Regions from separate parts of the Mus musculus genome. Here all the other regions are linked to region 5. A link is a contact called in public Hi-C, HiChIP or PLAC-seq and promoter capture Hi-C data. All regions are on one chromosome and are shown on one strand. Each heading gives the region's core, a stretch centred on a gene start, on an enhancer-like site or on the middle of the called end of the contact. The rest is flanking DNA. Distances are from core to core; before and after follow the strand shown.

The links. Promoter capture Hi-C pulls out the DNA fragments that hold promoters and counts their contacts. A called contact is a pair of places that touch in the nucleus more often than the background predicts. HiChIP or PLAC-seq counts read pairs in DNA pulled down with a chosen protein or histone mark.
Region 1: a Hi-C map of bone marrow-derived macrophages shows a contact between it and region 5, with 4 times the contacts expected there. The contact joins the enhancer-like site here to the promoter of Serpini1 in region 5. A contact is called at or near these places in 3 of 39 promoter capture datasets (the C10 cell line, cranial neural crest and pre-B cells), 2 of 484 Hi-C or Micro-C datasets (the HPC-5 cell line and bone marrow-derived macrophages) and 1 of 9 other capture datasets (liver).
Region 2: a contact with region 5 is called in a promoter capture Hi-C map of neutrophils. The contact joins the enhancer-like site here to the promoter of Serpini1 in region 5. A contact is called at or near these places in 3 of 39 promoter capture datasets (cranial neural crest, neutrophils and pre-B cells), 1 of 484 Hi-C or Micro-C datasets (cortical neurons), 4 of 115 datasets of contacts at active chromatin or transcription factors (embryonic stem cells, memory CD8 T cells, regulatory T cell precursor and 1 more) and 1 of 9 other capture datasets (liver).
Region 3: a Hi-C map of muscle stem cells shows a contact between it and region 5, with 1.6 times the contacts expected there. The contact joins the enhancer-like site here to the promoter of Serpini1 in region 5. A contact is called at or near these places in 10 of 39 promoter capture datasets (the 3T3-L1 cell line, the C10 cell line, cranial neural crest and 5 more), 9 of 484 Hi-C or Micro-C datasets (B cells, cerebral cortex, embryonic stem cells and 4 more), 10 of 115 datasets of contacts at active chromatin or transcription factors (bone marrow-derived macrophages, embryonic stem cells, hepatocytes and 2 more) and 2 of 9 other capture datasets (embryonic stem cells and liver).
Region 4: a contact with region 5 is called in an H3K4me3 HiChIP or PLAC-seq map of bone marrow-derived macrophages, with 3 times the contacts expected there. The contact joins the enhancer-like site here to the promoter of Serpini1 in region 5. A contact is called at or near these places in 2 of 39 promoter capture datasets (the C10 cell line and pre-B cells), 2 of 115 datasets of contacts at active chromatin or transcription factors (bone marrow-derived macrophages and embryonic stem cells) and 1 of 9 other capture datasets (adipose tissue).

The regions. Positions count from the first base shown.
Region 1 is chr3:75,296,261-75,301,871 of GRCm38.p6, forward strand. It overlaps Wdr49 (WD repeat domain 49), which reads right to left. Exons shown (of 14, transcript NM_001370850.1): 12 at 5,547-5,611; 13 at 1,846-1,992. Among named protein-coding and RNA genes, the nearest start is that of Serpini2, 29 kb to the left of the region's middle. Within about 2 kb of position 1,456, at least 51 of the 459 cell types and tissues checked have an H3K27ac peak or open chromatin away from gene starts, as enhancers often do. A contact at or near this core is called in bone marrow-derived macrophages, where this site is marked.
Region 2 is chr3:75,912,306-75,918,074 of GRCm38.p6, forward strand. The region is part of intron 1 of Golim4 (golgi integral membrane protein 4); the gene reads right to left. Among named protein-coding and RNA genes, the nearest start is that of Golim4, 42 kb to the right of the region's middle. Within about 2 kb of position 1,631, at least 12 of the 459 cell types and tissues checked have an H3K27ac peak or open chromatin away from gene starts, as enhancers often do. A contact at or near this core is called in neutrophils, where this site is marked.
Region 3 is chr3:75,857,877-75,863,481 of GRCm38.p6, forward strand. No RefSeq gene overlaps it. Among named protein-coding and RNA genes, the nearest start is that of Golim4, 96 kb to the right of the region's middle. Within about 2 kb of position 2,390, at least 19 of the 459 cell types and tissues checked have an H3K27ac peak or open chromatin away from gene starts, as enhancers often do. A contact at or near this core is called in muscle stem cells and myocytes, where this site is marked.
Region 4 is chr3:75,832,865-75,838,137 of GRCm38.p6, forward strand. No RefSeq gene overlaps it. Among named protein-coding and RNA genes, the nearest start is that of Gm25846, 120 kb to the left of the region's middle. Within about 2 kb of position 2,952, at least 47 of the 459 cell types and tissues checked have an H3K27ac peak or open chromatin away from gene starts, as enhancers often do. A contact at or near this core is called in bone marrow-derived macrophages, where this site is marked.
Region 5 is chr3:75,554,104-75,559,526 of GRCm38.p6, forward strand. It overlaps Serpini1 (serine (or cysteine) peptidase inhibitor, clade I, member 1), which reads left to right and starts at 3,390. Exons shown (of 9, transcript NM_009250.3): 1 at 3,390-3,539. It overlaps Pdcd10 (programmed cell death 10), which reads right to left and starts at 2,749. Exons shown (of 8, transcript NM_019745.4): 1 at 2,619-2,749.

The DNA.
Region 1 (5,611 bases), core at 206-2,705, 260 kb before region 5:
GTACAGACTCCCTGTCCATAAGGACAAACCAAGTATCCCTTCCTGATACTGTAGAACAGAAGTAGCCTGTCCACATACAAGGACTCTCAAGGCTGAGGATAGGTTTGTGCTTCTGGCTGCTTTTCTCTCCCACTGTTTGCCCTGTGCATTTTATGTCCTTGATGTCATGTTTTTCTTGCCTTAATTCTGCCTTCTTGTTCCACTCAGTGTCCTCATATGCTCATGCCAGTGCTTTGTCCTGACTCATGATTCAATTTTTTTTACTAGATACTCCCTGATTCTCTGTGTCTGTGATACATGCAAGAAGATAAATATTCTCTACATTTGTTTTTAATGTGTGTATAGTGAGCCTATATGTGCATGTGTGTAGTAGGCACATGTGTGTCAGTGTATGTTCATTAGTGTGCATGTCCATATGAGGCCCAAAGGTACTATCAGGTGTTTTCCATTTCCATGATTCACTTTATTTGTTGAGGCAGGGTTTCTTGCTGAACTCACAGATCACCATACAGCCAATTCTAGCTAGGCAGCTTCTCCTGAGGACTTTTTCTTGCCAACTCTCCTAATTCTTGGGTGCTAGGTTTATAGGCTGAAACGATGCACCCCCATCCAATGATATGGTTTCTGGAGATCCAAAATCTAGTTAACAGCAAATATTTTATCCTGGGACCCGTCTTCCCAGCACACATATCCATTGCTAACTTTAAAGCATCCTTTTAAAAAATAACAGAATGAAAAATTTGAAACCCCATTCCACACACATAAATAAATACTTATAAGAGAAATGAAGGGGAAAATGAAAGAAAATGAGCAAATTACAAATTTAGAAAAGAGGAAGTTTAAGAATCATCTAGCAAAGTGGTAGTAGAAGACTGGAAGTGACAGTTGTTCTAGATAAAAACTGAAATTTGAAATAATATATGACCAGTTGGTTCTCCTTTTTCACTCAGCAGGAAGAAGCTTAAATGTCACCTGGTGTGACTCTAAGAAAACAACTACTTCCTTCAAAGGTATTGTTCAAGAATGATATTGAACCCTATGTCAGACACTGGAAAAGTTTTGACACTGTGAGTCTCAGGTGACTGCCACGGAGCTCTGTCTGCTTTCAGTATTACATGTTGAAAACACTGCATTTCCATCAATTATTTTAAATGAGATTCCCTACAGTGCCCATATGCTTCTCTCTGTGCCTCTCCCATTTTCAGGTTATGTTGCCAGAATTCTCACAAGGCTTCCTTTGTAGGAAAGATGTTTGCACAGATCTTACTTGTCAAATGCTCTCAAACTGCACAGGCTAGAATAGTCTGAAAAATAGAGCACACTTGTGCACATGTTCTTTCGAAATCCTCAGAGATCATTCACTTGCATTTTTCAAGTTAAGCTTCCTTGTCCTCTCTTATTAGCCCTGCACTGCAGCTGGAGCCTCAGAGACAATGCACTTTAAGTAGCCTCTATTTATAGAGTCATGGGAAGAACAGAGTCAGATTGCCAGAGACTCTCCTCTAAATCTTTAGAATCTCATGATGTTTCTGTCTCTGGTATCAGTTTTGAAAATGAAGGTCATTTAGGGAGGAGAAGTATTCATCCATAGCAGATTCATAGTATCCAAGGCAGTCTGTTTTCAGAACACTGACACAATAGAAATACGCATTTCATGCACTGCAGCCTGTTAGCTCTTCTTTTTGAGAGCACAGAGCTGTGAATCTTGACAACCACAGCACTCTTGTTTCATGGCAACCTACAAGGCAAACGTGTTATTTTCCTGCTAGCCTCCTTTTACTTCCTTTTCCCTTAATTGAATCGTATGAAGAAAGAAAGGTGATTGTAGGCAGGCTGAGGACTTACTTTCAGAGAGCAGAGGAAGCTCTGGAATTTGGGATACATCCTCTTCCGGCCCTTCCTTAAAGTATTTGTCTGGGTCTAGAAGAAATGCAGGTTTCTTCACTTCAGGCAGCTCTTTCAGGGTTCTAAGGCATAAGGACCCAAACGTGCCTTCAAACAGATTTAAGGGAAGGAAGAGAGAGAAAGGACAATGTCATTAACTCTTTGAAATGAGCTAATGTATTCCCAAATTCACTTTTTTAAATTTTAACCTTCCTATTATCCAGAAGGCTCAACTGCAGTGATCACCACATCCCCTACTGCTCCTCAAAATAATCTCACAGGGTCCTTTCTGGTCAAAGGGACAAAGAGGAACTCATGGCTCCTTTTTTATTTGTCTTGCATTTTGTGTGTGTTCTACAATATTCCCTTGCAAATAAGTATTCTATAGTTTTGGAAACGCTTCAATCTCTCTTTTATCTGAAAGGAAATTATGTTCTTTGTGAGATGGAATATATTTTTTTCAGTGCTTCTTGAACAAAAATACCTAAATTTTTGAACTGACAGGTATTTTTTCCTTCCACTATAATATAAGCCAGACAGTGTTTTATTTATTCTGTGAAAAGTAAAGGGTTTATGTAAGACACGTGTCAAAAGCAAAGTTTTGAACAAACTGAAAAAAAGTTATAGCCTCATGTGACAAGTGAGTAATAAAAAAAATTAATAAACGCTTATTCAAGATATTCAGTTTTGTATCTATGGCTATTAGTCCTATGGAGGCAGGAACTGTGTTTTCCTATCCTGATGCACTTGGTCTCCAAGGTAAGTCCGGCTATTCTATTTTGTCACCCATCAGAATTATCACTCAGAGAGCATATTAAACCAGGAGTTACTATATACCACACCTGACTTCTGCCTTTTATCTGGAAGAAAAAGAGGATAATGGTACTACAATTTACATTTTTAATGTTTTCCATAATGCTCATAGTACTAGGTCAGTGGTCACTCTGAGAGTCAGGGTGCTAAGCCAAGTAATTGTGACAATTCATACGAATCCATTTCAGTTTTAACACCTCACATTCCTCATCAATAATTTACCAGGGTTTAAACAATTGGTGAATTCTACACTATTCACCCACTTCAAATATGCTTAACTTATGAAGTCATGTTTTGAGTTAAAATAACTAGTACTGGTTAAAGTATTGTAAATATAATATGTCATAGATCCCAGGCCAAAATAAATGTATGAAATGGACATTGTCAACAACTTACTATGTACATTTTGAGAGTAGTTTCATCAAAACTCCTACAGCCACGATATCTGCCTCATGAAAATTCAGCTATCAAATACAACTTTAAGAAAAAATTCTAGTAAGCAGTTTTACTCAATTTTATATCTTCAGAAATAATCTTCCTTTGTGCTTCTAAGAATTTAATATAACAATGATTCCATGTTTGAATTATCAACATAATCATCATAATCCTCATACAACATCATCATTTTGAAACAGGAAGTTTGTGGGGGTTGGAATATGCTTGGTCCATGGGAAGTGACACTATTAGGAGATGTGGCCTTATAGGAGGAGGTGTAGTCTTATTAGAGGAAGTGAGTGACTGTGGAAGTCACATGTGCGTGTGTTTGTGTGTGTGTGTGTGTGTGTGTGTGTGTGTGTGTGTGTGTCTGTGTGTCTGTGTGTCTGTGTGTCTGTGTCTGTGTCTGTGTCTGTGTCTGTGTCTGTGTCTGTGTCTGTGTCTGTGTCTGTGTCTGTGTCTGTGTCTGTGTCTGTGTCTGTGTCTGTGTCTGTGTATGTGCACATGCACTAAAGTCTGGCCAGTGTGATCCGGAGCCTCCTCCTGGTTTCTTACAGATGATAGTCTTCTCCTGGATGCCTCTGAATCAAGATGTAGAACTCATGACTCCTCTAGTACCAAGTCTCCCTGCAAGAATCCAGGTTTCCCATCATGATGATAATGGACTGAACCTCTGAAACTGTAAGCCAGTTCCAGTTAAAATTTTTCCTTTATAAGAGTTGCCTTGGATGCTCACAGTAAGCTATTGGATGGATCACAGGGCCCCCAATGGAGGAGCTAGAGAAAGCACTCAAGGAGCTAAAGGGGTCTGCAACCCTGTAGGTGCAACAACAATATGAACTAATCAGTACCCCCTCCCCCCTCCCCGAGCTCATGTCTCTAGCTGCATATGTATCAGAAGATGGCCTAGCCGGCCATCAGTGGAAAGAGAGGCCCATTGGTCGTACAAACTTTATATGCCCCAGTACAGGGGAACACCAGGGCCAAGAAGTGGGAGTGGGTGGGTGGCTGAGTGGGTGGAGGACTTTTGGGATAGCATTGGAAATGTAAATGAAATAAATACCTAATAAAAAACAAAACAAACAAACAAAAAAGAGTTGCCTTGGTCTTGATGTCTCCTATCAGCAATAAAACCCTAAGACAGTCATCTTATATTACCCAAAACAGTCTCAAATTCCTGTATTCAAATGACCTATCTTCACTTCCTAAATGCTAGGACTACAGATACCATTATTACAGGTTTTCGGTTATATTTTTCTGATCATTCAACAACTAGATGAGAATGATCCCCTTTTTCATATGGATTTGAGATTCCTGGAAGAAAAATAATTGAAGACTTATTTCATATTTTCTTATTTCATTTTTTGTTTTTGATTAAAATTAAAAGTTTTTAACTAATCTCTAAAAATTATATATATACATACACATACATACATATACACACATATGTATGTATGTGTGTATATATATATAGTGCCATGTGGTATTTTCATATATACATTCATTGTATGATGACTAAATCAATTTAAATGTATATACCAAAATACTTATTTTATGATGGAAATATTTCACAGTTATCCTACTCTACAATACCCCATGGAAACTTCTTACTTTTATCCAGTGTACTGTTGCTGTTGGTCAAGATTTCCCCATTCTTCCTCCTTATCCTCCTCCTCCTCTTCCTCCTATTCTCAACTTTCATGAGATCAACATTTTTAGATCCTTATCCAACTGTACTGGAGGGTGATTCTCACTGTCAATGAGTCTGGATTCACAATGACCTAGTGAGCACACCTCTGGAAAGTGTAATAAGCATATTTCTAGGGAGGTTTGAATGATGAGGGAAGACCCACTCTGAACATAGGTGGCAGCACTCCATAGGCTGTGATTCCAGGCTGAATGAAAGAGTGAAAGGAGAAATCCTGCTTAGTAACAGGGATCATTTTGCCCTCCCTGCTTCCTTTTCCTATGGAAATAATGAACCTCAGTGTAATTCAGGTGATCCGGCTTCGAGGACTAGGTGCTTTACCCATTGAGCCATCTCCCATTTGCCCCTTATTAAATTTTTGTTTGTTTAATTGTTTTGTTTTGTTTTGTTTGTTTCTTTTGGAAGTTAGTGGAAAGTATTTCAATTCTGGTGCTACCTGTATTTTTGTAACTATAAAAAGTACCTTATACAAGTTTTCTGGTTTAAATGGCTTAGACTTTACAGCTAGGTTATGTATGCCATAAACCTAGCATGACATTTAATAAGCCCAAGATTTACCTTCCTCTTTTATCAAATGAAGATAACAGTATCATACATTGTATTTATTATGAAAAGTGAATGTTATTGCTAGATGACAAGGATTTTTGTCCCAGTAACATTATATTATAAAATGTTTTTCTATAGTGTGTCGATAGCAATTACTTACTGGTTGATGTTTGTATAATTTCACCATAGCAAGGTTTATATGCTTTTTTCTTAAGGCTATTTCTC
Region 2 (5,769 bases), core at 381-2,880, 360 kb after region 5:
CTGCGTTCTGCTTATAGATACACTCTAAAGAAGTCAGGTGGGCGGAGAGAAGGGAGGAAGAGATACTGTGGACTGAGCAAGGGAACAGTGCTCACCACAGCTCTTAATGCACTGATGGATGGACATCTGCAGCAAGCAGAAGCTGCAAGTGAGAGAAACTTCACCTTGGAGTGAATGAAATATGATTTATTCAACCAGACTAGATCAGATACAATAATCGGCAAACCAGTGACATATGTACCAGTTAGTATAAGCTATTGAAAAATAGTCAGGGGCATTTCATTTTGTTTTAATTCCCAGAGGACACTGAGAAACCAACAAATGTCTCTCGGACTGTATCTGGGAACGGAAGCCTCGGTTGCAGAGTGAGCAGGCAGTAAGGGCTGAGAAAGGGATAAATTCAATTTCAGATGTACCCTCCAAGTCCTGTTCCCTCAGCATTATGTCAACTATGATCTCATTCTCCAGCAAGCTAAGCCAATTCCCTTACTCCATTCTTTGATCAGACCCAAGCACCCCTTGGCTATATATAATTCCATCATCTTTGGTCAATAGCTGTCTGTGTACAACACAAGAACTGTCTTCACATAAATGGCTGCTGCCAAAGTTGTCAGGAGCCCAGGATCTCCTTCCTCTCTCCTGCAATGATTGCAGCTGCTGCAGGGATTGCCTGTTTCCCCTCCGCTCTCTGTCACAGTTTCCTGTTACAAGTGACCGGAGCTCTCCTTCCTTTGTCACCTAGACTGGTACTAAAAACCCCACCCTGAATGATTGCTGGACCTGGGCAAGGAAAGGGAAAGGTAATACTAGTATTTATGATATGAATACTGTTTATCCACTGGCGGTAATATTACCCTATTTCTTTTTACTCGAAAAATCCCCTTGAAAAGACCACAAGGAAGCATTTTCCTCCATTTCATTAGAATCTGGAAGCCCATATATCCATAATCGTTCATAAGTATTACAGATAAGAAAGACCAGGTAGGGTCTTTTTGTCTTTCTAGAAAACGTGATCACAACACACACACATAGACACACACACATAGAGACACATAGACGCACACAGACACACACACACAATTATTTCACCATGCATTTCTCAGGCTTTTGAGCTGGCAAACTATCCAGTGGGTTTATTGTTTCTGTTGGAAAATAGACTGCTAATCAATCCCTGTCACTCATCTCTATTTTCCTATTTATACTTTGAAGGGCATTAGTCAAGATGAGCTAAGGCTACACAATGGCAAAGAATGGATATTCTCACAGCCACAAGCAAGTCTAGTAGGGGACTCATCTCCCAAGTTTGTTGAAAGAGGATATACTATTTTCCAGGCAGTAAAGAATGGAAAAGGGGCTCATTTCCATTTAAAACAAAACAAAACAAAAACAGAAAGGAAAAGCTCACAGGGATTTAAAACAACATTCAAGAGCTTCCTTCAACCATTTGGCATTTTAACACCAGCTTTCATCTAAAAGTTACAAAAGAAATGCTGTGTGCATTCATATCTGGGTGAAAGACTATTTTCAGAAGTTCAGAGCAAAACACTCCAACTCAGAACAGAGAAGCAAATCTTCTCAGCTGGAGAGAGAGAGTTCAGTGGTACGAGCTTGTGTTGCTCCAAGCTTGTGTTGCTTCGGCAGGGGACCCACCCAGGTTTGGTCACCAGAACCCACAGGATGCTTCACAGCCATTAGTAACTCCAGTTCCAGGAGATCAGCACACCCTTTTCTGCTCTTCACAAGCACCAAGCATGGTTGTGGTCCATCTACACACCAGCACAGAAAACCACTCATATGCATAAAATAGATAAATATTTATTTATTTATTTATTTACTTACTTACTTATTTATTTATTTTAAAAATAACATTTAAAAATCCTGCAGAAAGCATCACCAAATGTCTTCACTCCTTAAGCTCCGGGGATGGGGGCAACAGTGCTTTGGCAGTACCCACAACAGTCTGTGATTTTTTTTTCTCCTCTCCAGATCTGACTCCAATAATCTACCATTTTACCTTTATAAAACAGGGGCTAAAGCTTGGATGAGAGTCACATATTCACCTGGTAGGTTTATCATTAATCACATTTTAAACGAACAAATCTGTAGCAGCAGCAGCAGCAGCAGGTCAAAAAAGTTTTGATTACCAGTTCTCAGTATGCCGAGAGAGCAAGGAGCAGTTATTAGATGTCTACTTTCATGTTAGACCAGCTTCTGTCTCAATCTAGTCAGAGAGATATAAAAGAGTCTAGTAGCTTGAAATCAAATTGAGATTTACAACTCTGTGAGCAGGAAGGTTCTGGGAAGTGTTAATTGCCCCTCTTCCGTGATGGCAGAACTATTCCCCCCATTAGCACATGATGATATTCCTTCCTTCCCTTACTGTGTTGGTACGCGCAATGTACATGAGACTGGGCTGTTAAAAAAAACATTAAAAATGGAAATTTAATTCAAAGCAATACATATCTCTCAGAACAGAGTGGTTTAAAAGGCTTTTGAGTAACTTCAGTTCTAAAATCATTTACTTAGGATAATTTGTATGTGAGTGTGTGAAATTCACATTCCTATCCATCCTATGGATGTGTGTGAGTGTGCATTGAGAGACAAGGCAGACAACAGGAATCTTCTCTGATAGTTCTCTGTCTTGTTCTTTTGAGACAGGACCTTTCTCTGAACACGAAGTCTGTCTATTGAGTGAGGCTGTCTGACTAATGAAATCTAGGGGATCCCCCTGTGACACTGGCACTGTGGGTATATCAGACATGATCCATGGCTCCTGGCTCTTTTTCTGGGTTCTGAGGAAGTGAACGCGAGCCTTCATGTCTGTGCAGGAGGTACTTCGCCAACCGAGTTCTCTCCCCAGGCCCATTACGATAGTTTAAGAACTACCTTGACCTGTAGGACCAGTGCACTATAGTACAGAAGATGGTGAGTCAACAGGAAGATAACATTACAGATGAATTTTCTAGTATCTTTCATTCTTGCTTTTGTAATTATACTCCATACAAAGTCTGAGCATGAATACAGAAAATCTTAGAAAATCCACAGCAAATGAGTACCTAAAGGAACAGCAGAGACGCCTGACAGGTTTGATCCACACACTGGATCTTCCCTTCGGCTCCCAGGACAGGGAGAGGGCACCAGTGAAGCAGAGATAAGGTGCTTCTGCCTGGTCTCCCTTCTAGGTCAAGGATGTCATCTCACTCCATCCCTCGAGCATGCTGCTAAAGTTTGGATTTTGAATGGATTCCAAGATCCATAGGCTCAAAGCTCAGTCCTAGAGTGACACCAACGGGAGGCAGTGGAACTTTAGCAGGTGTGACCTAGTGAGGGTCCCTCAGTCACTGGAATGTTCTGTGAAGGCGATTTCTACTTGTTCTTGGCTACCAGTAAGAAGTTATTTTCCCCCCACCACATGCCAAAAAAAGAGAAAAAAAAAAAAGAAAGAAAAAACCAACAACATACAAATAAACAAAAAACGTCAAAACAAACAAGAACAAAGAAAAAAAAAAGCAAACAAAAAGTAGGGCCAAGCATTGTAGTCTGGGACTTTCAAGACTGAGCCCAAGCAAACATTTTCTCTAGAAAAGCTAATTGTCTCGGGTATTTGCTGTGCTGGCATGAAGGTAACATACATATCTTCTATTACAACCTTCCCTCCCTGGGGTATAACTTATACTTTAATTTGGTTGTTATCTAACTCTCCTGCGTGTTTAAGACCCAGTCTTTGGGGTAAGGCCTTCTCATGTCTTCCATTCATATTCTCAGTGATTCATTTATTATTCCTCTCCCAGCCCCTAGCCTTCTTGCTTCTCCCTGAATGTGGGAGAACCACATTAACCCAGCAGAACACTCTTTTTTCTTCACATATCTGCATAAATGGGTTCTGAGTTCCCTTCAGGTTCTCAGGGCTGGGGAAGTGGCTCAGTGCACAGGAGTTCTTATTGGCCTATGATGCGCACCCATCTGCAAACCACTGAAAGAAACAGAGGCTGTGCTGGCAGACTGTTTGTGGAAAGTCTTCAAAGCTGAAAGAGAAGGTCCAGCTGCACAGGAGTCTTGCACTGTACAGGGCAAAGCTCCATTTTAAAACGCATGCATGGTTGTACAGGCACAGGGGTTAGAAGTGTACAAGCTCTGACAATCGAAACAAAAGTTACTCCAAAGAAAAACATATTGTATATAGACTTTATGCAGGTACCTTCTTATCTCAGCAGTAGTAGGATTTCAGCCCGACTACTTTAAAGTATTTCAAGAAAATAATGAAGACAAGAAAAATAAGAAAGAAGTAGGTAAGTGAAGGTGGGGCCAGAGGAGTTGTTTCTAGACCTTCAAAATGATACAGAGATACACACAAACCCCCTTAAGTTGGGGTAAGCATATGTTATGGTTTGAGTGTAAAATGCCCCCAACAGGCTCATGGTGTTTGAACAATTGATCTCCAGCTGGTGGTGATGTTTTGAAAGATTGTGGGGTGTTAGGGAGCAGAGAAAACTTCAGAGAGCATCCCCACATGCTGTCTGCTCTCAGCTTCCATACAGGATGTACAATGTGCCTAACTGCCTTAAGTGCCTGTTCCCAAGGCTTCTCTAACATGCTGGGCGGTATCTCTCTGAGCTATCGGCCAAAATAAACACTTAATTCTTTACGTTGTTTGTCTTCAGATATTTGGCTCCATCAACAAGATAAGTATCTAATTTGGAAGTAAAGGCACAAGGGTTTTTATAAAGAAACAATGGATCTATGTGATTGAAGCAAGCATAAAAGTCAACTTTCATAATCATCTAACTATTTTACGCGTATTTGCCTCCACAGACACTTTGCATACTTCTACCAAAAATACTAAAGTTCAGTATTCAAATACCAGTTCTTATGTGGTTTCTATATAACAAACGATATTTATTGATTGCACACTATGTTCCAGGCATTGTTCTGACACCTGGGACTATGGCCACAAACAGATATATTTTTGTAAGTCTGCCTTCTAGAAAACAGTATTCTTGTCTGACTGAGACATAGACATGGTGAATAGTGAACAAAATAAATACTATATTATATGGTAATTGAAACAGCAAGATAAAGAAAAAATACTGAAAGATATTGGAAGTGTGAAGAGGGATGGGGAGGCAGGTTTCTCCTTAAGAAGGATTCATTGGGGGCGTGGGGGCTTAAGCCTTTAATCCCAGCACTCGGGAGGCAGAGGCAGGTGGGTTTCTGGGTTCGAGGCCAAGCCTGGTCTACAGAGTGAGTTCCAGGACAGCCAGGGCTACACAGAGAAACCCTGTCTCGAAAAACCAAATGTTGCGGGGGGGGAGGGGGGGCGAAGAAGAAGGATTCATTGGAAGCTAAACTTAAAAGAATTATAGAGATGCAGAGAGAGAATGTGAGTGCTGCAGACAGAGAAGGCAGATCAGAAACATGCTTGTGCTAGAAGACATGTCCAGAGGTCTGAGCGTCTGATTATGGTCAGCCTCGGGGACAAGGGTTTGGAGAAGGGGAAACATTGCGTAGGCCTCTAACTTTGATCTTTACTCACGCGGATATGGGGAATCATTGGTTTGTTCTGAGCAGAAACGTGATGGGAACTTTGTATTAATGAGGCTTCATGGAGTACAAGATACAATCGGGGAGTGGTATTGTGTAGCTCTTTCCTCCAAACTGAAGCAATCTTAGCGGAAAGGAGGAGTCTCAAGATCCTAGAGCTAACAAAAAGTGTGTGCGGCTCAGGAGCTCAGTCAGTTACAAAATCCACACAGCTGCTCCCCAGGGAAG
Region 3 (5,605 bases), core at 1,140-3,639, 300 kb after region 5:
GCCCTGAGATGGCTCCGACACTGAGCCACCAACAAGTAGCATAAACCTGGTAGCTGATACGAGGCCCCCAACACATACATAGCAGAGAAATGCCTGTTCTAGCCTCAGTGAGAGATGATGCACCCAACCCTCAACAGACTTGAGGCCCCAGGGAGTGGGGAGGCACAGTGGGGTGGGAGTGGGTGATGGAGATATCCTCTTAGAGGTGGGAGTTTGGAAGAGATATGGGATGTGGAACAGTCATAGGGCGGACCAGGAGGAGGGATAACGACTGGACTGTTAAAAAAAAAATTAAAGAAAAAAAAAAGGAAGAAGATTTTTCATTACTTGCTCAATAACAGTCAGGTTCGCAAAGGAACTCATTTATACCCCTTAAGGAGTAATACTCCAGCATGCTTGCACAATATATATCAATGAAGTGTGTGCTTTTATCGTTGGTCAGTGAGGACAGTAAACAAAGTACAATGGTGTGAAACTGGAACAAATCTTAATTGTGATGGTTGGCATAGGGGGACAGAGATGCAGCTGCACAGCTTTTCTTCACAGTTTTATTATGTAAGAAAATAAACTACTGTAGTCCATACTTCTCTCCATATTCAGATAAAGTTTCCAAATCAATGTATTAGTATTAGCAGAATACCATGGAGGGACTAATCACTGTGTGCTGATAACTGTCTTAGCAAATTCTCTAGGATAGTGAGCCACCTGTAAGCACACACCAGGCCTCAGCTGCTATCCTAAGGTGGGCTGATCTTCTCCTGTCTCTTCCACTCCCACCCTGAGCACTGTTTCACATCCTCTCAGCCCTACCACTCTGGACCTCCCTGTTGGTTTATTTCAGCACCATAAACAGAGCAAACAACCGTCTGTTCACAGCACTGCAGCATTTGAAAGATTGTTGGTTCTCTGTGAGCTAGTGTCCTCTTTTATTCATGATTTCATTAAGTCAGGACTCTGTCCTCTCCCCCCCTGAGAAGTTTTAATTAGTGAATCCGGGCCCTTTGGAAAAAGATTGAAACAGGCTGAGAAATAATGACCTATTATCTACTAGATAATAACAGCTTGAGAACTAGGGTCAATTTTGTTCTTTATCTTCCCAGGAAATTCATCTCAACATCTCTAATGTGCTAAAAAACATTTTTTCCTTGAGGGTGAAGAGAGCTATTAAGCTCACATTCTCATTCTGTAAAGTTGAAAGCACTTAGTAGAATTAGAAGGGGGCAGTTTCCACAGCCAGACATCTGGACCTAGATGGTCGTATGTCCATACATGGAGAGAGCAGCCGATAAAGCACTTTCCCGAAACAATCATTTAAGTTGCTTAGAATCAAAAATTGCTATGAAGAAAATGGAGGCAAAGCAGGCCCATTGTTTTAAAATCTTTAGGAGTAAACTTAATTTCCTCTTTGAGTATGTCATAATTATTAAAAATGTTAATGACACAAACCATCCTAAAAATGCCTTTACTCCCAAGGCTTTATATCACTGAATTACACTCCTCAATAGGGAACTCAACGTCAGCCACAGATGTTTAAATTTCTAAAGAAATAATAATTCTGCCTTCAGTTTTTATGAAGTTTCTTTTCACATTTGAGCCAAGCATACACATCCAGAGCCATGCAGTCTAGGCACATATTTTAAAGCAGTGTATACTCAATTCAACCCAGACCCCTGACCATGTCACAAACATATTATGGGAAAATTCTCTCCAATTTCTTTGTCAAGCAAGAATTTAAGAGATTCTAAGAGGATATATACACTAAACTGGATATGTAATAAATTAATCCATCCACAAAGCAGGTCTTACTCGAGTGGGAGGAAGGGATGTTTCATTCAGGAGCCAGTATGTATGACTGTGTCCTGGAATACAAGTCACCTCAAATTCCATCTTCCAAATTGCTAACAGGCTTGTAAAGTTTTTGTACATACAGAAGAAATGAGAGTCACAAATCAAGACAGTTTTCAAATACTTCTGGTGGAAACATTAGTTGGGTGATATTCAAGTGAGGAAATCTCTGCTGTAGAACTCAGGTGCTATGCAATGTGGTCTTCTTGGGGTTGGAAGAAGCTAGTAGTGTTTTTACATTAGTACATGCAAAGTTGGTGTACCCCAGAGTATAATCACAAGGATATTATGGCAGAGACACATAGTCAATGAGTGGGTAAAGGGTTAGCTATAACTCAAGACAAAAACTTGACACTAGGTCTGCGACATTCCAACCCTCCATAGTGACAGAAGTCCAGTTAGTCAATCCACCTTGTAGAATCTTTAACACAACTGTGGCCTCTTTTATTATAGCTACGTCAGCTCTCGCATGTCTGAACACTTGGTACCCAGCTGATGTTGTTGACTGTGGTAGAATCTTACTGGAAGAAGTGGATGACTGGGGCTGGCAGGGAGATTTCATGGCCACACTCCACTTCCCACTTCCCCTCTCATCTTTGACTAACTAGCCACTGTCATGCCTGCTGGCATATGGAAAGCATCTACTATACCCTAAGCCAGAGAAAATCTGCTCCATTTAAATTTCGTCTTACCAGATATTAGGTCACAGCAATGCAAAATATTGTGAATACAACCAGAAGAAATCGTGAAATCTCATGTTTTTATCTCTATTCTGGCATAAGTATCAGTATGTCTCCCATGTCTCCCACAAGTATCTTCAGACACACCCCTAGTAACTTGCTTACCCCAATAATTTAAACACAGTTTAAACTACCATTTTGCAACCTTACTTCACCCGGGAAACCCTTCCTCCCACAGCACTCTCCAACCTGCCGAAAGACGTGCTGTTTATAGCTTTCCTAATTAGTACTTAAGGATAATATCATCCATTACTCTAATTTTATGAGAATTTATTGACATCCTTTTGGCGGTGACTATAAGACTCACTTTCAGATAGCAGATGTGATAGAAGAAAATTGAGACACATTGAGGCACGTGGGGAAGGAATGTGAGTGTGCAGCCTTACCCCGGCTGAGGACACTGTTGAATTGGAGTTAAGGAACATCTGGTCCGTCTCGCTGTAGTGAAGGGTAGAACCCCCGCCCTCAGGACAGCTGCACCACAACAAACAGACTGGCTGGATTACAGCCGCCCTCTGTGGCAGCCGGATTCCCACGCGTCTTCCTTTCCTTTGGCGGTTACCCAAGTTTACTCAGTCCTCCCTCTCCATCACCCACACACTACTGGTCAACATGAACAGCAGAGGGCTGACCAGCACTGAGTGATGGATTCAGAGCCACAGGACACTTCTGATCACCCGCCCTCACCCTAGGTCCGTTGTGAGGACCTAGCTCTGTCTAGGTTAGAGAAATACGATGAAGGCCACTCACCAGCTCTGGCTAGTGTACTTCTGTCTGTTGCTGCAGATGGTCCAGGAAGTACAGGTGGCCTGAAAGATCAACAGTTAACAAAGGGTTATCTTTAGAAACAGAAAACTATAACTGAGGTGTGCTCAAGATAACTGTCACATTTTACCTGGGACAGTATCATTTTGGATGAGTTCTAAGATGAAAAAAAAATCGGACGGTTTTTATGACCAGTAAATATCACAGGACTTCATGTACAGAACTGAGCAAACCCGCACATGTCAAAACTCCATCAATATTATAATACACTTAAAGTATTTACTGTGTGCATATTATTTCTGCTTTTGTTGAAATAGGATCTTTCTTTGGAGTCCAAGCTTTCCTAGAACACACCGATGAACTCAGGCTAAGCAGGACAAGCATGCTTTAAACTTGTGATCCTTCCTTCTATCTCTACTTGCTAAATTTGATTAACTTTAAAACAAAAGACAAAAACAACAAAAATATATCAGTATACTACCTGAGAAAAAACTACTCACTAAATTTATATTGGTCCAAGAGCCCTGCCAATAAGAAAACCAGAATATGCCTCAGTGCTTAGAAGCCCTTATGGCTCTTGTAGAGGACCTAATTTCAGGGTGCAGCCCTCACAAGGCAGCTTACAACCTACTGAACCTCCAGTTCCAACGGATCTGGTGCCCTCTTCTGGCCTCTGGCGGCACTACAGGCACAGGGTACATAGACATACGCAGGAAAACCCAGATACAAAACAAAAACATATTTTATTTTTTTAAAAAGTCTTCTGTAAAAAGAAAAGAAAAATCAATTGCAGTTTACAAAACATTTGTAACTACCAAGCTACTTAGTGTTCGCCAGAAGCCACATGAAAATCAACATGAGGTCAAGAACTTCCCAGTCTTTTCCATGTTAGCATCATCACTAAACAATCACAGGCACTCGTTGCAGGCGCTTGTTGCCTTTCCTTTCCCTTCTGTTGCTGTTGTTGAGAGATCCTGTTGTTGCGGTTGTTGATGATGATGATGACGACGACGACGACGACGACGACGACGACGACGACGGTGGATTCTCCCCACCCCTAGTGTACACACACACACACACACACACACACACACAAGCTCTACCATTACTGCATTTTTTTTTTCAGTTTTTTCCTTTCATTGGATATTTTCTTTATTTACATTTCAAATGTTATCCCCTGTCCAGGTCTCCCCTCCGGAAACTCCCTATCCTATCCCTCTTCCCCTGCCTCTATGAGGGTGCTCCTCCACTCATCCACCCACTCCAGTCTTCCAGCCCTGGCTTTCCCGTACACTGGGGAATTGAGTACCCTAAGGCCATTTATGTATATTATTTGGTTGGTGGTCCAGTTGCAGGGAGCTGCCAGGGGTCTGACCAATTGACACTGCTGTTCCCCCAATGGGGTGGAAACCCGTTTCCCAGCTCCTTTAGTCCCTTCTCCAACTTTTCCACCTGGGACCCCATGCTCAGTCCACTATTGCAGATGCCAGGAAGTGCTTGCTGACAGGAGCCTGATATGGCTGTCTCCTGAAAAACTCTGCCAGAGCCTGACAAATACAGAGGTGGATGCTCGCAGTCACTGCTACATTTTTAAACAAAGTATGTTTTAATAGGCTCTCCTTTCCCTATCTCCTCCATCCCTGCTACCCCTAATCCACTTCAAGTCTCTGCTGCACATGTCCTTTGGTCCACCCCATCCTCCCTTATCACCTAATTACCTCGCTCCTCTTCGTCTCTTTGTACTTTAGGTTTTATATCCATTTACGTACAATTTCTATATACACAATATTACAAACTCAGACTCATTTGTGAAAGAGAATATGGTTTTTGACTCTGACCTTTGGTCACCTCACTTAATATACTTTTAAAATCCATGCATTTTTCCCTACAAATAACATGATGCTTCCCCTTTCAGTGAAATAAAATTTTATTATGTACATGCACCCCCTTTTCTTCATCCATTCACCTGTTTAGGCCACTTTCCTCACTATCCTGAAAAGTACAACAAGAAACATGGATGTGGGTTTGTTTGGATAATGTGACAGCCAAAATTATGTTTTAAATTTCGATTCCTCTTCCTAAGAGGTTCATAGAACAAACAATGCCTCTAACCTGTAAGCCCCTTGCACAAGGACAGACACTCTCTGAAATGCTGGAGGCTACTGTCTATGTACGATAACAAGCCACATGTTCCACTCCTCTAAACAAGTTTGTATGACCCAACTGCACCTCGTGTGCTTGTTCAGATGTAGGTG
Region 4 (5,273 bases), core at 1,702-4,201, 280 kb after region 5:
GAAAAATGGATGGAACTAGAAAATATCCTGAGTGAGGTAATCAAGTCACAAAAGAACTCACATGGTATGTACTCACTGATAAGTGGATATTAGCCCCCAAATCACAATGCCCAGGATACAACCCACAGACCATATGGAGCTTAGGAGGAAGGATGACAAGGGTGTGGATGCTTCAGTCTTGCCTTGAGGGAGGAGCAAGATGAACAAAGAAGGTGGAGGGAGAGAAGAGAGGAGGAAATAAGGGGGGAGTATCAGGTACTGGAGGGGATGGGAGAGTGGTACAGAGGGTCTGTAAAGTGAGTAAAAATATGTAGTGGGGGGATGAGGAACTGGGGACAGCTAGAGAAAAGAAACACCAGGGAAAAGAGAGGCTCCCAGGACCCAACAGGGATGACTTTAACAGAAATGTGCAGAGAAGTGGGAGATAGAACCTATAGAGACTACCTTCAGCAGATGGGCATGGCACCCACCCATCTCAAAAATTTTAACTGAGAAATGTTCCTATTCAAAGGAAGAAAGGGGTCAAAAAATGGAGCAGAGACTGAAGGAAAGCTCATTCAGGACTCCCCCACCTGGGGTTTTATCCTGTCTGCAGATACCAAACCCTATACTATTGCTGTGATCAAGAGACACTTACTGACAGGAACCTGGTGTGGTGGTCTTTTGGGAGGTCTGACTGACAACTGATCAATGCAGATGTGGATGCTTGGAGCCAAACCTCAGACTGAGCTCAGGGACCCCATGGGGGGAGCTGGTGGAAGTACTGGTAGAGCAGGGGGGGATTGCAATCCCATTGGAAGAACAACATAGGCTAGCCAGAGAGCCCAGTGCTCCCAGAGACTAGACTACCAACCAAGGAGTGTACCGGGAGGGATCAATGACTCCTGATACATATGTAGCAGAGGATGGCCTTGCCTGACAGCAATGGGAGGGGAGACCCTTGGTCCTGTGGAGGTATGATGCCCCAATGTAGGGGCATGCTGGAGCAGTGGGGTGGAAGAGGGAGGGAGGGTGCTGGAGCATCCTCATGGAGGCAAAGGGGAGGGGGCAGAGGGTGAATGTGGGATGGGGGATTTGTGGCAGGGTAACTGGGAAGTGGGATATCATTTGAGATGTAAATGAATAGAATGATTAAAAAATGTTACAAGTCCAGCCCAAGAGGTTACATGTATAATCCTGTTTATGCAATATTTGTGAAATGCCTAAATTTTAGAAAGAGAAGGCAGACTAGGACTTGGAAGGAATTTTTGAATAGGGCAGTAAGATATACTTATGTACTTATAAAAGAACAAAACAAATGAGTCCTTTTGGAAATGTTGTGAAACTCGACTGAAGTCCTGAATATAGAAGCATACACACATGATATAATTGTGTAAGATTTAAAACATATAAGTGTATGTAAAACTGAAATTATAATCAAATCAATAAATTATGTCAGTACACTGATTGTAAAATAAACAAAAAGATGCATGGGATGAGGTGCATAATCTTACATGCATCTGGAAAGGCAGAGGAAAGATAAATAGGGATAGAAGACAAATTTGATCACCTGTGACTGACTTCAAAGAGAGGACTGGGAAACAGAAAAGGAAGCCATGCTGTGAACTTCCCAGCCACAAGTCCTGTACTAGACTTTCATGCATGAGTGTCTTCTTGACGTGGCAGGACCCTTGCGCTCATGAATTCACAGAACAAGACCTGTACAGCACTAAGTCTGTTAACATTCTAACGTGGTTGGAAGAGTGCCTTACCCTTAGCTATTGGCAGCTGATGGCTACTTGTGGACAGACAATAAATTGTTTTTAGGAGCCTGGCTATAGGTGAGATGTCCCCCACCCCCAACCCCTCAGAAGACTCCACAGCCATGCACCAAAAAGGCAGCCTTAGCTGTTTGGGATAAAAACAAATGAATCAATTAATTAAAAATTTACAGGAGGATTTGATGATATGGAGATATAACGGGGAGGCAATGGGTGATGACTGGAAGGTGGGTGATGGTGTGTAGAGAGCATCAAGATTCATTATGCTCATGCATTTCAAAGAACAAATAAATAATAGTATAAACAAACCTAACAGAAAGCAAAGTTATGTGAAAAACAAGAGATGGTGACAGGTACTTTTCATGAAGTGCAGTTAGGCCCCATGAGAACCACCGTTGAGAGCATGGGGGTTTTCCAGTATGAGAAACCACCTACCCAGAAAAAAAAAATCAGTAAGAAATGAGACTGAGGTGAGGGGTTAATCACCGATGGTTCCTGTGTTGGTTTAGAATCAAAATTGCTTCTATTTAAGAACCTGTGTGTGCTTTCCTAGCCATTTCTAAGGGAAGCTCAAGGGCCATAGCCTCAGGGAGAACTGATAAAATCCAAAACTCATCAGAGTGGTAAAGATACCCAACGACTCCAGCTCAGGGTTCTAAATATAGTGGACAAAGCCACACTTCAGCCAAAGAATTTTTAAAAAATAACAGCATTATTTTATTTGATTTTACCACAAACAGGTCTGGCTTCCACATTGGGAGCAAGTTATTTTTCTGTCTTAGCAGGAAGCTGACAGTGCCGATCTATGCCTCAGATAGTGGAGTTCTTCAACACAGAGGTCATGGCTGAAACATGAGTGAGACAGACATCATCCTTGGCTCAGGCAATGCCTATTCCAACACACACATGCTCATCTTCTTGTCCTGCAGCTCATGAACCTTGCAGAGCTTTGTCCCAGGAGTCCTCCTGGGATGGAGCTTCACAAAAGGTAGTTTCTAACAAGCTGTAGACGGGAACATGAACAGCGAGAGACAGCTGCTAGCTGGGAAAGACGAGCAGATGCAGGGACAGAGTTGTCCTGTTCTGGGACATCTGTGAGGAGTCTGTTCTCACTTCCTCTTTCTTCCCTCCTGCAATGATCTCAGTGCTTATGAGGACACACATGTTTCCAATGAGCTTTCAGCTGGCTGCTATGTTACATCCAGGCCCAGTGCCAGCAACCTCATAGTGACTATGTGAGTTTCCTTGTAAGGATTCTATAGTCTCCAATTGACTCGGAGTAGATTGTGTAATCTGAAAATTGGAAATAGCCAAAACTTGATATCCCAAGTAAGGACACTAGACAAATTGGGAAAGAAAGACATGAGAGGATGTCTTAAGAAGAATAAAGCATCTTTGTTTGACCACACAAGGGTGACACATGTTGATCTCCTTTTCTGGTATTGGAGAGAGAGTAAGTGGAACAGCCTAGTTCTTCTACACCCTCCCTCTTATCCCCTTACTCAGATAGCAGTCCGTACAGCACCTGTCCACTTTAATCCGATCTTAAAATGTTGGTTGTTACTACTGACAGCAGATCAGGCTCACCCACTGATTATAAATCCTACCCTCTTGACTTTTGGGCACACACAGTCCTTTCCTGTGGCTTTTCTCATCATTTTCAAACTTTCCCTGGGCTAGACTCCATTCAGTGGATCTTTCTGACAAAGCTTGATCAGTCATAGGCCTGCACCTTTTCCCAGGGATGATGTCATTTAGAATACAAGGACTCTGGAGACTTGGCCTTCCAGAATGAAATGTCAGGCAAAGGTGCATCCCACTGGATGCTGTGTTTGAGTGAAATGCCATTGTTGCAACCTAGATATTTCTAAATTTGCAAGCTAAATTTGAAAGTCAAGTATTTTGTGACCTTTTCTGGGAGACATGAAGAAATGTGTATTAACTCTAGGCTCTCTCTTCCACAGCCAGCCTTGGTAGGCTGAAAAAGATAAGGACTTAGCTGTCAGAGAGAATGAATTTCTAATGCTCTGTTATTAATAAAAAAGCAAATATTTTGGCTTGCATTTGAAGTATGAAGTAATACATCATGTAAATAAAATGTTTTTATTTTCTGGGATTAAAAAAATCTTACCATAAATTCTATAAGAGAAGCTCAGTGATAGGGTATGTGCCTGGAATGGGTAAGGACTTGGATCATACACACACACACACACACACACACACACACACACACCTCACCCCAACCAACTTTTTGTCATGCTCTTAGCCACCTCTAATAGTCCATCATCACAACAAACTAATGAAACAACCAAATTCATCTCTATCTGCACAGAAATGGCTCTATCTCAAATTACCCCTTCACTTTTCCTACAAAGAGTGACTGAGAAGGTTCATCTGCTGTCCATACTCTGGGCTTCTCTCATGATACAGCTTTCTGTTTCCCTCAGGAAAAATTGAGAGTCATATCCGAGAAGATAAGGGTCTGTGCTTAGCTCTTGCACTGCTAGGTGAAGTGTTAATCTCACTGAAATTTAGATGGCACAGTGGTCAAAAGGCCAAAAGAGTAGCAGATCCCTAAAGACAGTTAAAATCTGCAAGGTACTCCATCAATTTTCTCACTGTGTCTTTCCTCTCCATAAAGCAATTCTTCACAGAGAAGTCTGTTTGTCCTCCACATTCTGACTCTAGGAGTCTTAGGGAAAATACATCACATCCATTAAGGTCCAGAAAAAAAAAGTAACACAGGCCTTACAGACTTGTACTTGGATTCAAAGGGAGCACTGGCTGACCTGTGTCTCAACCACCCTCTCTGTTGTACCTTTGCCTCTGCTCGGCTCCTCTGCCTTTTCCTCCTCCTCTTGGGACCCTTTCAGTTGCTTCCTTCTCTATGATTCTTTTCTTCTCTCTTCTCATTCTAGACATAAACTATCTGGCATCTGATCCTTCCCCTAGAATTATAGACACCAAAAGCACAGATATTTATTCTGGGTAACCATCCTAAGAGTTTCTTTATTGTCTTAAGTTACTGTTTTCTGCTAAACATTTTTTTGTTTCCTTAAACTTTTGAAACCTGTAAAAATATTTTTTCTACAATAAGCAAAATAATCTAGGCCCTTTACTTTTAATGTTTTTTTTTAAATGTTGTACTATATAAGCAAGACTCGCTTCAAACTCCTTATTCAGGCAAGAATAATACTGATGTCCTGATCTACACTTCCACTTTCCAAGTGGTGGGATTTCAGGGTTCCATCCAAATATGACCCCTTAAGTTTGCCTCAAGTACACAAATCACTCTCATTGCTAACTTAATTGTTTTCTCTCTCTGAGAATTGTGTATATATCTTACTGGTTCTTCTTCCTTTCTATAAGTAAATTATTTACTTATTTCCTATACATAAATTCATTTAAACTGAATACATTATTTTGAATTCCAGTTATGTACAGGACTCTATCACAGGCTTTATAATGGTTAAGTATTAAAAAGTTATAAACTATTCAGATAGAAATATGTAA
Region 5 (5,423 bases), core at 2,140-4,639:
ATAATTGTTTTGAAGTTAAAATCTAAGGGAAGAATAGAGTCCATAAAAACCTTCTTCCATATCTATATTTTGTTATAATGAATCTTATTTGCTTTTTAAAAAGGCAGTAGCAAGGTTTTCTAAAATGCTAAGTTACACAGAAGTTTTGCTGTAAAAGAAAATAAAACTCCCTTATACTAGACAGGTGGAAAGTTGGAATTTGTAAAATTGTCCCCAAATCAGGAAGAAACTTATATGAGAAAAAAAGGTGACAGCTGAGAATAAGTTTGGAGACATTCAGGAAATTGAGGACAAATTAGTAGCATTAAACAGAATAAGGAGATAGTGACATCTGTAATGGTCAGTCTTTTTCTTACATAAAATAATCGAAGTTTGAACACAATATTAAAACCTATAGTGAAAATACATGGATTAATTATAAGCTGATCTTTTCCAGGTCATATGACCTTGGGAAAGTCACCTAGCCATTCCTTTTCCATTCCCCTTAGCCACTCAATTATTCTACCAAGACTAAAAAGATAAATAATATATAGACCCTGTTCTTACAGACTACTCTTTAAGAGAGAGATGGCTCTTTAAGGAAAACCTCCAAAGTCCTGCAATGGATAGTGTCTGAGAGTTGATGCAAAGCTCTTTAAGGGAACAAATGTGGGCAAAGAGAGCTGCACACTACAGGCAAACATCCGATCTGTGAGCTCTAGCTAGAGCCTGAAGGATGTTCAAAATCATCTTCTCTGTTCATCTCACTGTTCATCTCAGCACTTACACTGTAGTGACGATGAAACAGGACAGTATGATGGGCCTCAGAGATACAGACAGAGTTGGAGTAGGACTAAATCAAAGACAAAACTTTTTTTGTTGTTAAAAAAGTCCTTCCATAACCAACACAGCTGTGTGCCACTTAAAACTTATTTCATACCTTTCCCAGCAAACAACAAATGTCCACACTGTCATCTAGAAAATATATTAGCATTCTTGCTTTACCAGCACTGACTTACATATGGCCCACTCAAATTAATGCACTTCAAACTCCACTTCAAAACCAATTAATCCCAGATAATTTCCCTTTTGTTAGTGACTTTTCCCTTACTGTGACGTGTGGTGTTACATTATTCCTGATTTTGCTTCATTTTATGGTACCACAACTCTCCATTTTCTTTAAAAGTCCCCTTCAAACAAGACCATTTTGACTGGTTCTTCTGATCCCAGAAACAGCTTTGCATTAAAAAAAAATTAATATTAATCATGGCAAGCAAAGCACATTCAATATATAGCATATATACTTACAGTACATACTATGTATTTATATTTTAATTTACATAGTAAGCCTGCAGTTCTTTCCATTCAATATAGAAGCATCATTTTTATCATTCATTAACATTAAATAAGAATGAATTAAAACTCACTGATGATGCCAAGAAAAGAAAATATACAAGTGTATGTTTTACTGTCTACACATGGAGTGAAGAAAATGAGAGAAAAGTAAAAACCTGACCCCCCCCCCCAAAGGGTCACTTCTTGTAATGAACATGGTACAATTTCTCCAAGATTCTGCACTTAATTTTCACTTAATGAAAGCATGAATATCTGTAAAGTAAGTTCTGTGAAAGTTTCACCCATAGTTTTTGAAAATGGTAAGAAAATAGAAATGAAAAGGACTATTCTCTTAATGGCAACACTGAGCTATTCCTAAATATTATCTATCCTTTAAAAATGGCGTGTGGAAAGTGAGTGTTATCATTCAGTAGACCCCAGAAAAAGGGGTAAAGATCTAAGCTAAAGCGATCCTTCCTGTTTTACAGAACATTAGAGAGGATGCTTTGGCAAAGCTTCCACTCCACGTCAACAAACCAACTCTCTGCACCTCACAACCGTTTCTGACAAACAGGCACACTACTTTGCAACTTCTTCTATCTGCTTCCAGTACTACCACCCACCTCCCCACTCTTTCTTCCTAAGCCGACAACTCTGGTCAGAAACTGGACTTTCGGAGGACTAGACTCTGAAGATCTGTGTGACCTTGGGCACGTCATTTGCTTCTACAGTAGTCTCATTAGCATCCCAAAGTGAAAGCGCTTCGAGGGCACTTGAGAAGTATACATCCATCTGACGTATTGGAGTCAAGAGGCACAAACCTTCCGAGTTAAGAATCACCTCCTCAGAGAGGAAATTGGAACTGAGTCGGAACTGTCAACACTGTCTCTCTTCTTCCCTCAAAGGGCATAACCCCAGCCACACCGGGAGGCGACTCCCGGGCACCCACGCTCCCTCCAGGCCTAGCCAAGCTTTAGCCTCACCTGCCCGGGACCTCACCCCACCACATCCGCCCCCTCGGTCAGTGGAGACCCGGGAGGCCGACCTCACCCTTCCCCTCCACCCAAACCCACAGCGGACTTCCTGGAGGCGCCGGGCCGGGCTGGGCAGGAGGCATTTACAAACCCAGCTTTCCGCAGCTCGCGTAGAGACCTCGCTGACGCCCACAAGGCCCGGCTCCCCACCCGTCCGCCCCGCCGGCCAGAGCCTAGCCTCAGCACCTCCGCCTCGGTCCCCGCCTGACCCCAGGCCGCTCTGGCTGCCCACGGAGCCGTGCGGACCCGAACCGAGAAACCTCGCCTTACCGGCAACTGAGGCACGGACTTCACTTCCCACCTTTGGAGCCCTCTTCAACTCCCGGATCAATTCACTCCGGCGACGCCGGAAGGACCCGAAAGGAACCAGGCGTTGTCCGGAATCCTGCCCAGCAGGAGTCGCGCAAGGCCCGATGGGGATTTGTAGTTCCGCCCTCCATTTCCGTTAGCACTTCCTGCAATAGTAAGACTACATTTCCCAGAAGGCTGTGCGAGAACGCCTTAGGCAATAGGTGGGGACACTTCTAGCAAATCAGAAGAGAGTTCCCTGTCTTTGAGGGAGGGGAGGAGATGAAGAGAGAGCGCGCCCAGAAACGAGGGAGGGCGGGGCCGAGTCTCACCTGCACCAATCAGAATGAGAAGATAGCCCACAACGCCACGCCCACCGATGGGAGGTGCCCTCGGATGGGTGTAAAGAAAAGGGCGGGGGGCCAGAGGTAGCAAGCGACAGGAGGCTGGGCTGAGTCCATGGGTAGGCGGGGAGGAAGGCTCTAGGGGCTAGACCGGTGGGCTCCGCCTACTCCGAAGCAACAGTACCCCCATACCCCCAAAGGACAGCCCACTCCCGTGTTCACTGGACCAGCCGGCTAAAAGAGCTAAGCAGGACCTGAGGAAGGGCCAGGTGCGATGCCAGAGGGGAGAAAGTCCGAAATGAAGGGGTCAGAGCACCAGGAACTAAGAGACCTCGGGTACCGCTCTGCGCCTAGGCTGCGCAGATGGCAGTGGGAGGAGCCGCAGCCCGAGCTTCGGCCAATTAGAGGCGGGGAAGGCGGAGCTTGAATCTCAGAAGAAGCTTCAGCTCAGCCTAGTCTGTAGTTTCCCTGGAGAGAGGCAAGAGCAGCATCCGGAGCAGTCTCAGCCTGCCCAGCATCCTCTCCAGCATCCCGAGCGGGGATTGCAGGTGTGAAGGAGGTAAGCGTGGGCGCCACTTGCGGGCTACAGCACAGCAACCTGGGGAGGAAGGCATCTGACAATAGGAACGCCTGGATACTGGAGGAAAGAGTGCTATGTTGACTTAGGATCGCGGTGCAAACCTTTTCAGTACAATTACGTACAATTACAGACTTTGGTAGAGAGAGAGAAAAAAAACAAAAAACAAAAGGTAACTCTGCCTGGGATATTAAGGGCGTGGTTAAGGATTTTGTTTTGAGTTGCACCATTAAAACTGGTCTGGGAGATCACAAGATTGAAGAAAGCCCTGCTAATTGAGTACCAGGTGGATGGTGTCAAGCTAGATGCGTAGCTGTTAAAAAGGCAAAATTGGCATTGATAGAGAACCACTTTGTAACTGTTTCACTAAGAAAATAACTTTGTCCTCTTCAGTGCCTGACGCTTGTGTTAGTTTATCAGATTGTCCTGCCACGGACAGTCTATCCAAGATAACCGGTTGTATTGCAGGGTCTTTGGATTGCAAAAGATATGGGTTAAAGAAGCAAATAATAAGATAGGATGGGTTCCGGCTAAACCTATCCTAAGTATAACTTTTACCAGCATTAATGAGAAAATAAATTGAAATGGGTGGGTATTTGGCTTTTCCTTCCTGCTGGCGCTGGAATATTGAAACAAAGACCTGGGTTTAGCCTACAACGGGAACATATGGTGTACTTCCTCGCTGCTTCTTATTCTCTCATTTGTGTCCGGTAACGTTTGTTCGTGTTTTAAAAACAGGAGTACAAGGGAACTGTGTGGAGGAGCTTTCCTCTATTGAAGAGAGTATGTGTAAAATGATAACCTTTAGTATTTTATAATGGGCTCTCATTTTAGAGGTATATAGTATCACACAATAATAGTTCATTCTCATTGTGTGTATACTCTTTTGAATGCTAGTAATACATACGGGTGGAATTATGTTGTAATACTTGTTATGTTAGGTAGTCAATCCTACCTTTGCACCTATGACAGATTACAGCCTTTTGGGTTGGAAAAGTACTAAAATTCTACGTGCTTAGTTCATTTTTTTGTTGTGAAATAGTGTCCCAGATTATATGCCTGTTAGTCATGTAGCATATTGCAGCATACTCTGCTCTGAAATGGCTTTCTTGTGACAGTTGACTATTCCATAGGGTGCCAGAATACTTGAGATTGTTTAAAGAGGGGTCAATAAGATCCAGAAATCACCTTCTATTTTCTTCTTTTGTCATACTATTCTGGTTTACTGCAAGATTTTGAATTTTGTTTTTGCAGTGCACACAAGATGCCTTCTAAAACTAAAGTGGCTCAAAGGTATTCTCTCCATTACTTAAGGTTCAGTCCTACTAAGTGCAGATACTGATGAGAGATGCCCACTACTAAATTAATTAAATCCTTTTCTCCCACATTCTAATACACCAAAGACCTGGGCACACAGAGAAATCTTAAAAAATAAATAAATAAGCAAAACCAAGAAATATCTAGGCTTAGATTAAGCAGATCATGTAAGTATTCGAAAAAAGCTATAGAAGCCACTAAACTTAGCAGTGACAGTAAGGATGGATGTTATCTTTGGTATACTACTAGAAACCTATTAATTGGCATAGCCATCTGGCTATGTGATCTCCAGAAAATGCTTTTGGGAGAGAAAATGTGATCTGGTGGTTTAATAAAACTTGGAAAAGGTTGTCCTTGCCCTTGTTATGTGTGATGGTAGGTGCATGGTCCTGAGTCCGTCTTAGATGTTCAGGCTCTTTGCTGATTCACTTGGAAACTGAATACCTGTTGTCTCTGGTTATTCCCTCCACACACACAAAAAAAAGATAATAGTTAATTATGTGACTGGCAATGAAGTTCTTTTAGAGCCTTTGTAAGAATGACCTTTTG